2 separate regions of the Sus scrofa genome follow, and region 2 is linked to region 1. A link is a contact called in public Hi-C data. All regions are on one chromosome and are shown on one strand. The core of a region is the stretch at or near the end of the contact, and the rest is flanking DNA. Distances in the headings are between cores, read along the strand shown. Region 1 overlaps ZNF608 (zinc finger protein 608). Region 2 overlaps LOC102158243 (a long non-coding RNA gene).

What was found. Hi-C and Micro-C count contacts between places; a contact is called where the count stands out from the background.
Region 2: a contact with region 1 is called in a Hi-C map of embryonic fibroblasts, with 2.4 times the contacts expected there. The contact joins two enhancer-like sites. A contact is called at or near these places in 2 of 47 Hi-C or Micro-C datasets (embryonic fibroblasts and fibroblasts) and 1 of 2 datasets of contacts at active chromatin or transcription factors (skeletal muscle).

What each region holds. Positions count from the first base shown.
Region 1 is chr2:128,063,525-128,069,187 of Sscrofa11.1, forward strand. The region is part of intron 3 of ZNF608 (zinc finger protein 608); the gene reads right to left. Among named protein-coding and RNA genes, the nearest start is that of ZNF608, 90 kb to the right of the region's middle. Within about 2 kb of position 2,202, at least 39 of the 83 cell types and tissues checked have an H3K27ac peak or open chromatin away from gene starts, as enhancers often do. A contact at or near this core is called in embryonic fibroblasts, where this site is marked.
Region 2 is chr2:128,732,893-128,738,555 of Sscrofa11.1, forward strand. The region is part of intron 9 of LOC102158243 (a long non-coding RNA gene); the gene reads right to left. Among named protein-coding and RNA genes, the nearest start is that of ZNF608, 580 kb to the left of the region's middle. Within about 2 kb of position 3,194, at least 7 of the 83 cell types and tissues checked have an H3K27ac peak or open chromatin away from gene starts, as enhancers often do. A contact at or near this core is called in embryonic fibroblasts, where this site is marked.

The DNA of each region.
Region 1 (5,663 bases), core at 952-3,451:
TGCTTCCTCCGATGGGGCTATGGGGGGCTCTCACCAGTACCCAGGACTGCCCTTGTTATTTCCCAGTCATCTGCTTAAAAGGTTGTTCCAGGTTCTGAACGAAAATCTGGCTGAATACCTAGGTCCTGGCTGTGCCTTCTGATACCCTGCAGATAGTTCGTGTAACAGCCTTTCACCCAACCAAGGACAACAACCATGTCACCTCCAGGTGCCCTCCTTTGTACCCTCCAGCATAAACAAGTTTCTACCAGCACTCTTTTTATTTTTTTTCTTTGCTTGAAGTACAGTTTATTTACAATGTTGTGTTAATTTCGGCCATACAGCAAAGTGATTCTTGAGATCACACTTTTAATTCTCCTGGAAAATAAACAAACCAAAAAACCCTTCAAGACAGCCTCATCCAACTCCCCAAGGCAAGTTAAAGACCCCTCATGAATGGGGATCAAACAAAGCTCAAGTCTCACGTTACGTCGTCCATGACTCCTTTCCAGATACACGCAGCATGCACACCACCAAAAAATGGCCACTCCCTCCCGGGTCCCCCCTGTTCTCCACACATCTTCTCCCCAAGGGCTGTGCCCCAGAGTTCTTGGTCTCCCTCTGAGTCCACAGCTAGACGTTTTCTCCGCTTCCCTCCCTGTCACACATGGCCGTGTCCCTCGGTTCTGGGAAAGGCCAGTGAACCGACAGGTGCATATTCTTCTAATCTCTTCCTCTTTCTGGCTGGTTGGGATGGAGACGTCTGTGACCTAAAGCCCACAAGAAGATGGCAGAGTCGCCTTCACCTGGGACCCCATAACGAGGAGAACCCCATCTACCAGAAGACCGAATTCAGTCTATTAGGGGAGCAGCAAATACTTACTGTTTGGCCACTGCTGAGACTGTCTTAAAAGCACATGGTCCCTTTAACACCTTACTCCACTCACACACACACAAGAGGCTGGTCTCTTCCATCGAGACGACACTGCTTGAAAACAGGAGCAGCGTCTGCACCCACAGCACCTGTGAGCACAGTGCCCAGCACCCATGGGAGTTCACTCAACACCCTGGAGCTACTAGATGGTGCCAGAAGAGAATCAAAACTTGCATCCTCCTCAGTGCCTTCTATTCACTATTACCCTACTTTTTCAGTAAGCATCATCTCCCACTAGCTTACAGACGATAGAAATTCTCCACGGAGAGATTTCGCTCCAAAGATGTTATAAATATGGTTTATGAATTACTGTTTCTGGTATTTGTGAAGATGTTTCCTCAAGAACTGGGCACATGCCTGATTTCCCAGTGGATCAGCATAACTCTGTTTATACTACGGTTTAAAGACTTCTTTCAGAGTCTTTAAAGTGCCTCATCCCTGGGACAGAAGTCTTTGCCAAGCATTGCAAATGCCGAGTTTGGAATCAGACAGAGGGTTTTTTTCTCTTTTGCACTTTTATTCAGACTGCCACATCTGGACGGACTTGGTGAGCGCTCATGCGGAAAACAGAAACCTCCCTCTAATAACACCGAGATGGAACCCATTTATGCCACGATGCCTTTTGTCGTTTTCTTTTTTTCTTAAGTTTACACGTTTCTTGCCTTTGATATATTTTTTTCTCACAGAAATATTAGGGACAATAAAAATGCCACCATATGCCGTTTCATGAGTACAGGATGAAGTTCATATATTTAGGAGATCGTATTACTCTGTATTTTTTATACAACATGACTATTGTACCAGGTATGATTTATCACCATTCCTCTGTTCTGAACTCCCTCCTATATTCTCTTGCTGTGGTTTGGTTGTTTCCAGTGCTGGTACTTTTAAAAAAGCAGAGTCGTGTATAAGAACACTTGTTCATTTTTCTGACTTCTAACCTTGAGACAGGTCTTTGTTCAAAGGACAAAACCGAGTTTGCTATTAGTCCTGGGGGGGGAGGGGGATTTTAAATTCACACCTGGGTTGCCAATGAAGTTCCTGACAGCCAAAAAGCAGAAGGACTTTCTTATTACCTCTGCTGAGGCTACCCGGAGCACCAAGACCAGAAAAGTAAGTGTTGTCACATGACCAGAAAATGCAGTGGGTTTTTTGTTTCTTTTTGCTTTCTTTCTTTCTTTTTCTTTTTCTTTTTTTTTAAAGGCGCTCTACTGCTGGGCTGGATGTTTGAAGAGTCACTTTAACCACATCCTGTAATCAAACCATCTGGAACACAGGGCTGCGATTAGTCACCCTGAACACTGGGCTTTATCTGAACAAATAGTGTAGGCAGTGGAGTTGGGAGATAGGGCGGCACTAACAAGGGGAGTGTAATGAAACACTCTCGGCCCTAGTGTGCCGCCACCCCAGTCATAAACCCCAGAGACACACCGCACTGGTGTTAATGCACTGCTTTAGGGAAGCACAGGGAGCTTACAGATTAAAGGACTGAAGGGCTAAAAATTGCTGGTTTGGATAGATGTTCTCTGTCGGCGGCTGGAAACTGTTGGCACCACTCTATCTACGTTAATTATAATCTCTCTGATGACAGTTCAGCATTCCTGGTAGGATCTGGTGTTCTTTTCAGGACTTTTAGGAACAGGGTTCGTTTATGGGAGGATAGTTTGCTGGGGGATAATCTGGACACTGAGACATGACTCTCCGGTTCATCTCAAGCCTGTCCATAGATGACAAAAAAAAGGTCTTAACCCAAATAAATAAATATGCTAAACCAATACGCAAAAGCAATGGGAGAATGCTGTTCTAATCTACAGGGCAAAAGACGGTACTCTTTCTTACTTGACTGTGCTTATCTCTTTCAAAAGAACATCTCCAAAATACAATCTATGGAAATCTTTTTTTTTTAAAAAAGGCCTGAAAGGATTTTCCCTCCTAAATATACTGAATAAGCCCCAAAAGGAGGCGGGGGGGAGTGGTTAAAAACCTGGCTAAAGAAAGCTTGTTTCCCCATGGGCCTTATGGTTTAATACACAAAAGAACACAGAGCTACTTCCATCACTGTCACCTCCCCCTCAGCCTTTGTTCTGAGGCCTGATGAGCTGTATTGATTTGGGAAAATCATTGAGCTTCTTGGAAAACTAGACTCTCGCTTATTCACTGCCATCTATTTCTTTCCCGTGAAGACAGGTGGTCGATATCCAGTTGACTGGGCAGCGCAAAGAAGCTCTCGCTGCTTTTCTTTTCTCGCTTCCCTAGTAACATTATCCTGCCCCGCTTCTAGAAAATACAATGGCCTGTGAAGACGTCTTGTGGGGAAAAAGAGGGAACAGGAATAAGGCTTGTATAAGGCACCTCCAGGAACACAGACATGCTGTCCCACACACGGGCAGGGGAGCCTGCACCACACACGTGGATGGGGACAGTACTGTCACTGACCAAGGATCTGACACAAGGCTCAGCATCCATGAAGTGTGACAGCCCAAGATACAACTTAAAAAATAAAAATAAAAAAAGGTCATTAGAACTCAAATAACACTAACGAAAAAGGGGCTTTACTTCTTTTAAATAATCAGTACTGATATTTTAGCAAGGTTCATAGTTCACGGGTATCATTATAGACATTTTGGGGTACCAATAGTATAATGGAAAAAAAATCACATGGAGATGTTTAGGAAGTAATTTTAAACATGATCATAAAACAAATTGCTTTTAAGTTAGGCTAGGTTTTTTTTGGGGGGTTGGGGGGAATATATATATTTATATAAATATATTTCAATAAAATACAGCAGCCCATTCACACCACAGCATGTAGCCATATTGCTTAGGCAGTGTCTCCACTCATTTCTGTGCAGAGTCCCCATCTGGGGACAGACAGCAGGACAAGTTTAAAGTGATACTGTTACTGGGGGGATGGAGAGAGAGAACGAGTCTCCTGAACCTGCCTCAACAAGGGCACGGACACTTAGCCAGGTTGCGTCAAAAGCCACCTCTGTGCACCCAAGAGGATGCTTTTCAGATTGTGATCCATTAAGACTCGGCCCAAACCTAACAGGTAAAAGTTAATGGATGAAGGAGGGGAGGAGGCAGAAAGGGAGGAAGACAGAAGAGACGCAACAGAAAACACAGCCTCAGAAACAGACATTTGGAGCAATTTAAATGCATTAACTGAACAGGAACATGTGCAGAGTACATGTTCGTGGGTACACATTTGTACAAAGAGGTTTCATTTCTTGTCTTTGATGGAATGTTTCAGGAAGGTGTGCCTTGAGGCTTGATAACACGGAGATAGGCAATGGCACCATTCTGGTTTCTGGGGCAAAGTTCTAAATTCGTATTTTCTCCTGCTCCTTCACAGGCACGCATTAGTGTACATGAAATCAGATGCACTTAGATGAATGGTTTCCAGGGCCAGCAGGTTCCTCAGGCCCTCTCTCTCTTTTTTTTTTTTTTTTTGTGGCACCATTTCCTCACTAGAGTAGCAGAATGATTTCTCATCCCCTGGGCCCCCTTTTCTTTTCTCCCTGGGAAGACAAGGGTTCAATGCCAACAGTAACAGAATGGACTCGCCTCCCCCAGTCCAGTCTGACAAGCTTTAATTATTAGCTCGTTAGGAGATCATTTTTTCCCCTCCCTTTAAATATAAGCATTCAAAAGTTTGAGAAAGGTATTTGATAAGCATTTACTGAAGTTAGCCTGTCAAACGCCATGATAATGACACGGTTATTGCTTTCTTACCTGCTGATACAACGTTCCTTTAAGAGTGTTATTCTAGGAGACAGCTCTGTACCAGGGGCCCCTGGCAGCCAAGAGACAGCCAAGATCCCCCAGAAGGAGAGGAAAACCGCCTCTACACGCTCCCACTTTTAGCCTCGCATGCCACTGAAGATAAGCAACTGAAAGAATGCAGGCCTTTCAAATCATCAGGTCCAGTCGTTTCCTGCACTTAATATTAACTACAGGATCTTTTCAGCTAACCACGTCTACAGCCAGGATACCTCCACAATGCTGTTTCTTCAACTTGAAAACCAGAGAATAGTAAAACCAGACCAAAAATATCCTGAAGGCACAAAGTCCCCCCTATACCACTGCCCCTAAAAGCAAGTACCCTGGGGGGCAAAGGGGGAAAAAGGCACAGGAAGCCATGAATGTGTCAAGTCATTTAGCAGATACCCGTCTCCCACCCCGACCCCCCTCCCACGCCCTACCCATTCCAAGTGAGGCAGAAGTCTGTTTCTTGCCCATTGCTCCCCCTCTGGTGGAAGCAACAGAGGCAAAGTAACTATAAGATGAATGAAACTGAGAGATACAAAGGAAATAAAATCTAAGACTGAAAACCCTCACAGACTTGGGGGAGGGGGTAGACTTGCGAAAGAGAAGACGAAGGTATCAGTTCACTCAACACCTCTCCTCATCTGTCTTCCTCACGAACCTCTTGGAGCGCCATCCAGGTGGGAGATGAGCCGTTTAGATTGAGATGCTAGTGCACAGCTTGTCAGAATCTGCGTAACACAACTCTAGATTTCAGGACTGCGTTTTTAAAGTCATTTCCTACCATCCCCAGTCCTTGAGCTACAAGGAGACAGTGGGAAGCAATTGACAATTATACTCACATCAAAAAGCTGCTACTGATGCATGTATCTCCCTGGGACTGAAGAGCCAGGCTTCATATAAATTATGATGCTTTATTTAAAGCCAGAGCGCTTATTTGCTTTTGTGCCAGCTCTGGGCCCCTTTCATCTGCAGCTCTACC
Region 2 (5,663 bases), core at 1,944-4,443, 670 kb after region 1:
AAGGTGTACATGGACTCAATAAAATTGTATTGAATAGAAGAACAAATAAACAAGATTAAATACCCTCAGAAATTAAAATTAACGAAGTCAAACTGAGCTATAATAGCTGTTTTATTATTCGCTTTATTATAAATCTCACACTTCCATTTAAAAGAAGTAAATACTTTTTTTGAAGGAGAAGGTAGAGATTTTCTTAAATTATTAATTGTTTCCATAAAATATAAATGACATTTGGACTGTAGTCAGGAAAGGCATTTCTATTTCTAATGTGGGATGATTTAAACTCAAAGCCATGGAAAAACATATGCTCTTCCCTCTGCCTGAAATGAATCTTGCTTCCTTTCTCTAGGCTAGATTCCCTTATCCTTCAAGATTCAGCAGAGCAGTAGCATCGATCTGCAGGGTTGCCTCTCCCCGTTCCTTGTCTGGGCTTGGTGTCATACTACATTTGAAAGAATGGCACATTCAGTTTTCTTTTTCAAAATAGCTTTATTGTTTTTATAAAAACTAATATATGCATGTTTTAAAAAAGTGAAATAATATAGGATGATGGCCACTAAATCATTCTCTTCCTGGTCCTCTTTAAATAAGGGATCTTTAAGTTCTAAGTCCTCACACCAACAAGTCTAAAAGCAAAACGTGCAGCTATAGGTTCTTGCACAAGTTGATGCAGAAAATCACATTCTAGGTCACAATAATAGAAAGACATTTTCAAGACTAGAACTCTCCTAAAGGCTGAGATTCATTTCTTTGCTTGTGGTTTACAATCTTCCCTCCCCCTGAAGTAGGTGTATTATTTTAACTGTATTTTCAGGAAGTCTTCATTTTTGCAATATGAATGACATTGTACCCTCTGAACTTGTGTCCACGTTCAAATAATCTCACAAACAGGACATTCTATAAGCAGAAATGAACATTGCCTACACATGTCAGTTACATACATGGATGATTACATGACTTGTATTTACCACCTTAGAGCAGGAAAGGATACATGCATGTTCAGGATGCCAAAATTACTTATGTCAACAAACATTTGCTGAATACTAACTAAATGTGAGACACTGGGCTAGATCTCAGACTAGAGAGACAAGGAATGTAAATTCTCTACCTTCAAAGTGTTTAGAGGTTAAGTAATGGAAAAGGAACACATCAATCAAGGCCCTGTGACCTTTATTGTAAAAACTTTTAAAGCAGCTGGACATCCTCTGAGATCCAGGTCAAGGGAAGTGTATTCTGTCTGCTCAGGAACGTGGTACAGCATGGTTCCCGACTGGATTATGTTGGTGAGTTGACAATAATAGAAAAGTCTCAACTCAGGCATAGCTAGACTATATATAAGAATATTTGAATTTCTTGAGCCCATGCAGCATAATAATGGAAAAACTTGAATTCTTTCAGGTATCTAGGTGACCATTTGTTACAACAAACATGAACATTTATTTGATAGAAAAGAATTAGTCAGACCAAGTCTATTTTTGACTAAAGAGCCAAAATCTCAGCAGAGACCAGAAATACTTTTCCCTCCTCATTATGTTGAGAAGGTCACAGTGAGCGGCTCTATACATATTTCAGCTTTAAGCTGACTTTATCAATACTCTACACATTTGGCCTGAAATAAATGGTTCCCTCTTCTGAATGGGGTATTGCTAGACACTGGGTTATAAAGTGGAGAGCTGAAAAGTAAAATCACGACAGCCAGTTGTCTGCCTGGCAGGGTCAGACATGGACAAAGAAACAGTGAATAATGAAATATCTATTTTTCTAGGAAGCACTGAATGAAAGGCATGGTGGATGGGAAGAGTGATGAAAGGAGGCATTGCTACTACTTAGTTTGTTCTAGCATCTAAATTTTAACATGAACCAAGTCTCAGGATTCAGGACTACCTAAGAAGCACACATTGAAAAAAAATTCAGTGTACTTTCTAACTAAAACAAATGTGATTCAAAAATAATTCCGTTTTCTCTGTGGACTTTCACACATAACATATAGAATGGGTAAGAGAAATACTCAGGAGTGTGTCTGCTTCTTATTTAGAAAACTGTTTAGCGCAGCAAAAGAATGGAATAAATCCTATATTTGCCACTATAGCAAAAGTGATAATAATAGTTCTTAGATGGGCTTTTTGTACTTAAAGCTTATGGTTCCAGTTGTCATGAATGATAACCTGAATCAATATCCAGAGAAGAGAAAGTTTCAGATGGGGGAGGCGCCTATATGTTTATTTTCACAGAAATATATATCGATGTGCCCATTGCTTTCATACTTTCACCTAAATGGAATTCAATATGTAAAACAGAACACCTAAATAAATAGCACATCGGGAAGAAAACGGTAGCTCGAATCCTGATCACTGAAGGAGAGAGTATATGAAATAAACTGGAAAGAATACAAGTATCAACTATTTTAGATCTAAAATGTATGACTCATGTGGTTTACTTAAGGATAGCACAAGCATGTGTGGCTTCAAAGGATGTGTATTGAGGAAAGTGTACCTATTTCATATTAACTCTACAACATTTGCAGTAACAAGGAAACTACAGATTTCCTTTTTTAATATTCAATATGGAAACAAAGAGCCTCATCTTTATCTAATAAAGCCCATATAATTTGACCATTGAGTCTCCCTTATCTTTAATTATGGATGCAAAAAGGCAGTCAGAATTATGCACCCCAGGCATCCTAGAATTTTAGTTTTGGAACAACAATAATGTTCATGCTGCCTCATCTTATCATGTCACAGGTAAGGCTCACAGAGATGAAAATGAGCATCCGAAGTCACTGAACTAGTTAGGGACAAATCCGGGGCTAGAACCTGGGGCACTTTCCATTATCCTAGGCTTGATCTCAGGTCAGCACTATCTAAGGCAGTGCCAGTATAGTTTTGCAGCTCTATCAAAGGAGCTAGATAAACTTACAATGCTTGTTCTGCTTCACACCAAGGAGATCATCTGAGGTCATCATATTTTTGTCTCCAGAGCCTTGCAGATCAGCACATTACTGAAATGCCATTAAACTACAAGGGATGGGGAAACTTTTAAAATGAATCATTGACTGTTTAGGGGGGAAAAAAAAACAAGAGAGAAGACAAAGCTCTTTGAGTCAGCTGGAACTTTCATCAGCTCCTGAGCAGACTCTTCAAAGGCAAGTCATTGCCCAATGAAAGCACCATATTGTTTAATCTCTAAATTGTGCTTCCTCTGAGGGATACAGAATGCCAAATCACCTAACCCAAACATGGAGCTGCTTGGCAATGCAGGCATTGAAAAGAGAGAGCTGGGAATGAGATCACCAAGTAAATCTACTTCCCTATAACTGGATGTACCATATTTCAAGCTCTTTGGGTTGCCTGAGAAAGGCACTGAATTTTTGTCAGCCCCCTTTAATTAGTCTTGCCTTGAGTCTATGGTGGGGTAGGTGAACTTTCAAGCCTTAAACAGTAGAATTACTCACCGGGTGGCTTTTCCCAAACACCCCCAGCCCCAATTAAAGAGCTGTATTTGGTTTGGGTTTCCTCAAATGGCGCTCTTGTTAACACTCATCAAACACAGGAAAAATAAAACAGCAATTTAACTGTGCTCGCAGTGTGAAAGGCTTGTGCAAATAATCAGCACATTTCTAACTGGTTAGTAATAGGCAGAGTGCAAAAAACAAATGACCAGATTTATACCACTGGGCAGGCCTGAAAGTAACATTACAGCCGAAATATATTCATTTACAATTTAAAGCAAGCCTTTCAGTGAATAATTGTTTACATAATAGTGAAGAGCGCTTGTGCCACACAACTGGGATCCATTTACAATGTGTTAACCAAATAATGCATGTTTACAAAAGATTTTGGGCCTGTTTTTGGAGAAAAGAATCATGGTACCCATGCCAACAAAAACAGAGCAGTATGTACAGTTAGTAAATCTTTTCTTAGCTGCGAAATTAGTGTCAAGTTGCTTGAGCCCATAAACGACGTCAGCGTAAGTCACTCTCATTAAATGGATGTGTGAAGGTCGTCTTCTCAAACAGCAGGTTGTTCTATTCTTTTTCTTATTTTTTTAATCAGCCAAATAATGAGCTGGGGGTAGAGTTGCTTAACCAGGCCAAGGGAAGAAGAAAGTAGAATCATCTTAAAACGGCCATCCTGGATTTAATAGCCTACAACAAAACCCTAAGCAGGTCAACTTCATGGTTCAGTAGTTCCTAAAAGCTTGTCTGCTTCTCCCAAGCTTATCGGTGACGGCTGGTGTATAAGAGCTTCCAATGAGGACAGATTTACAGCACCGAAGGGCTTTGTGGTGACAAAGGCGGATCGGGGTCCTTGAGAGCTTTCTGTATTTTTTAGATCCCAGAAGATGATGGGGTTCTGTGATAGTAATCTCTTACACTTTACCATTGACATAAACAGGTCACAGAGCCTGCAAAAGCTTATGCAGGCATCAGGAGCCATCTCTCTCTGTCTTTCTCTCTCCCCCCCCCCACCTTTTTTTTTTTCTGGGTCAGAGTCAGATTTTATCGAGGCAAGCTATCTAACTGAACACAAACCATGTGATAAAACCCAAACAGTGTGCATTAAAAATGAAGCAGAATGGGGCCGGGTTTGTCTCAGGCTAGTGCTGTTACAAGGATAAGTTTCATATGTCACCTGAATGCAAAATTACTATGGTTTTTCATGCATTGATAAAAGTCTCTCTTTTCTTTCCTCCTTTTTCCTCTTTAAAGGAGGAAAGACAAAAAGTCGAGAATAAAAAAAAAAAAAAAAAGACTCCACAATCTAGTTTCATGCTAGATGTATCTGTTGTGAAACCATATGTCGACTAAATAGGAAAAGTCAGGTGAGTTAAAGTCTCGTGGCAGCCTGATTTAAACCATGGCTACACAAACCAGAGCCCTGTCCAGATCTCAGGAAAGTGAATTATATATAATAACACTTACAGTTTCCTAGTACTATTAGATTTGCCTTCTTACATAAATGCTTAAGTTATGATAAAAAACAGGGCCATGTCAGTTCCTTTCAGTCTCAGCACATTTGCTATTAGCATAAGAAATGCTGCTTATGGCAGAGCTAGTCGGGCTTGAAATTTCTGAATTAATGGATTTGATTTCCTCTTGAGACAAACCATCAGCCTTGCAGTAATGGAAATAGATATAGTTGGTAAAACAAATAAAAAGCTGGCATGCAGATAAAATGGGTTTCAGTTTAAAATAGTAATGTTGTAATTGAAGTGAACAATTACAGGGTTGCTCCTAGGCACAAAAGAAATACCATGAAAATGAAGTAATGTTTTTAAGTATAGTCATTTCACGAAAATGTAGAGCTGCAGATGTCATTGTCTGCCAAAGGGAAAACTATACTTATTCTTCTATACAAAGATCATTTAATAACATTTGGCTAATTTTAATAATAATTGCTAATATTAACCCTATATTTCACAGGGAGTGGGAGTCGGAAGACAAAGGCTCCCCGCCCCCGCCGCATTCTTTCCCTTCAGTTGGTACAGCGCCAGCAGGATCAAGTTCCTGTAAAAAGCTATTGGCAATGAACTATCAGAAATCCCCACCCTGGCAGCAGGCTTCTCCTTTCCAATGTCTTATTTCTCTTTCTTTGTCAAGCATCTTTTATCAGAAATGGAGCCCGTTAGCTGACAATTGGAGAGCGGGAGGGGCTGAAAATAAA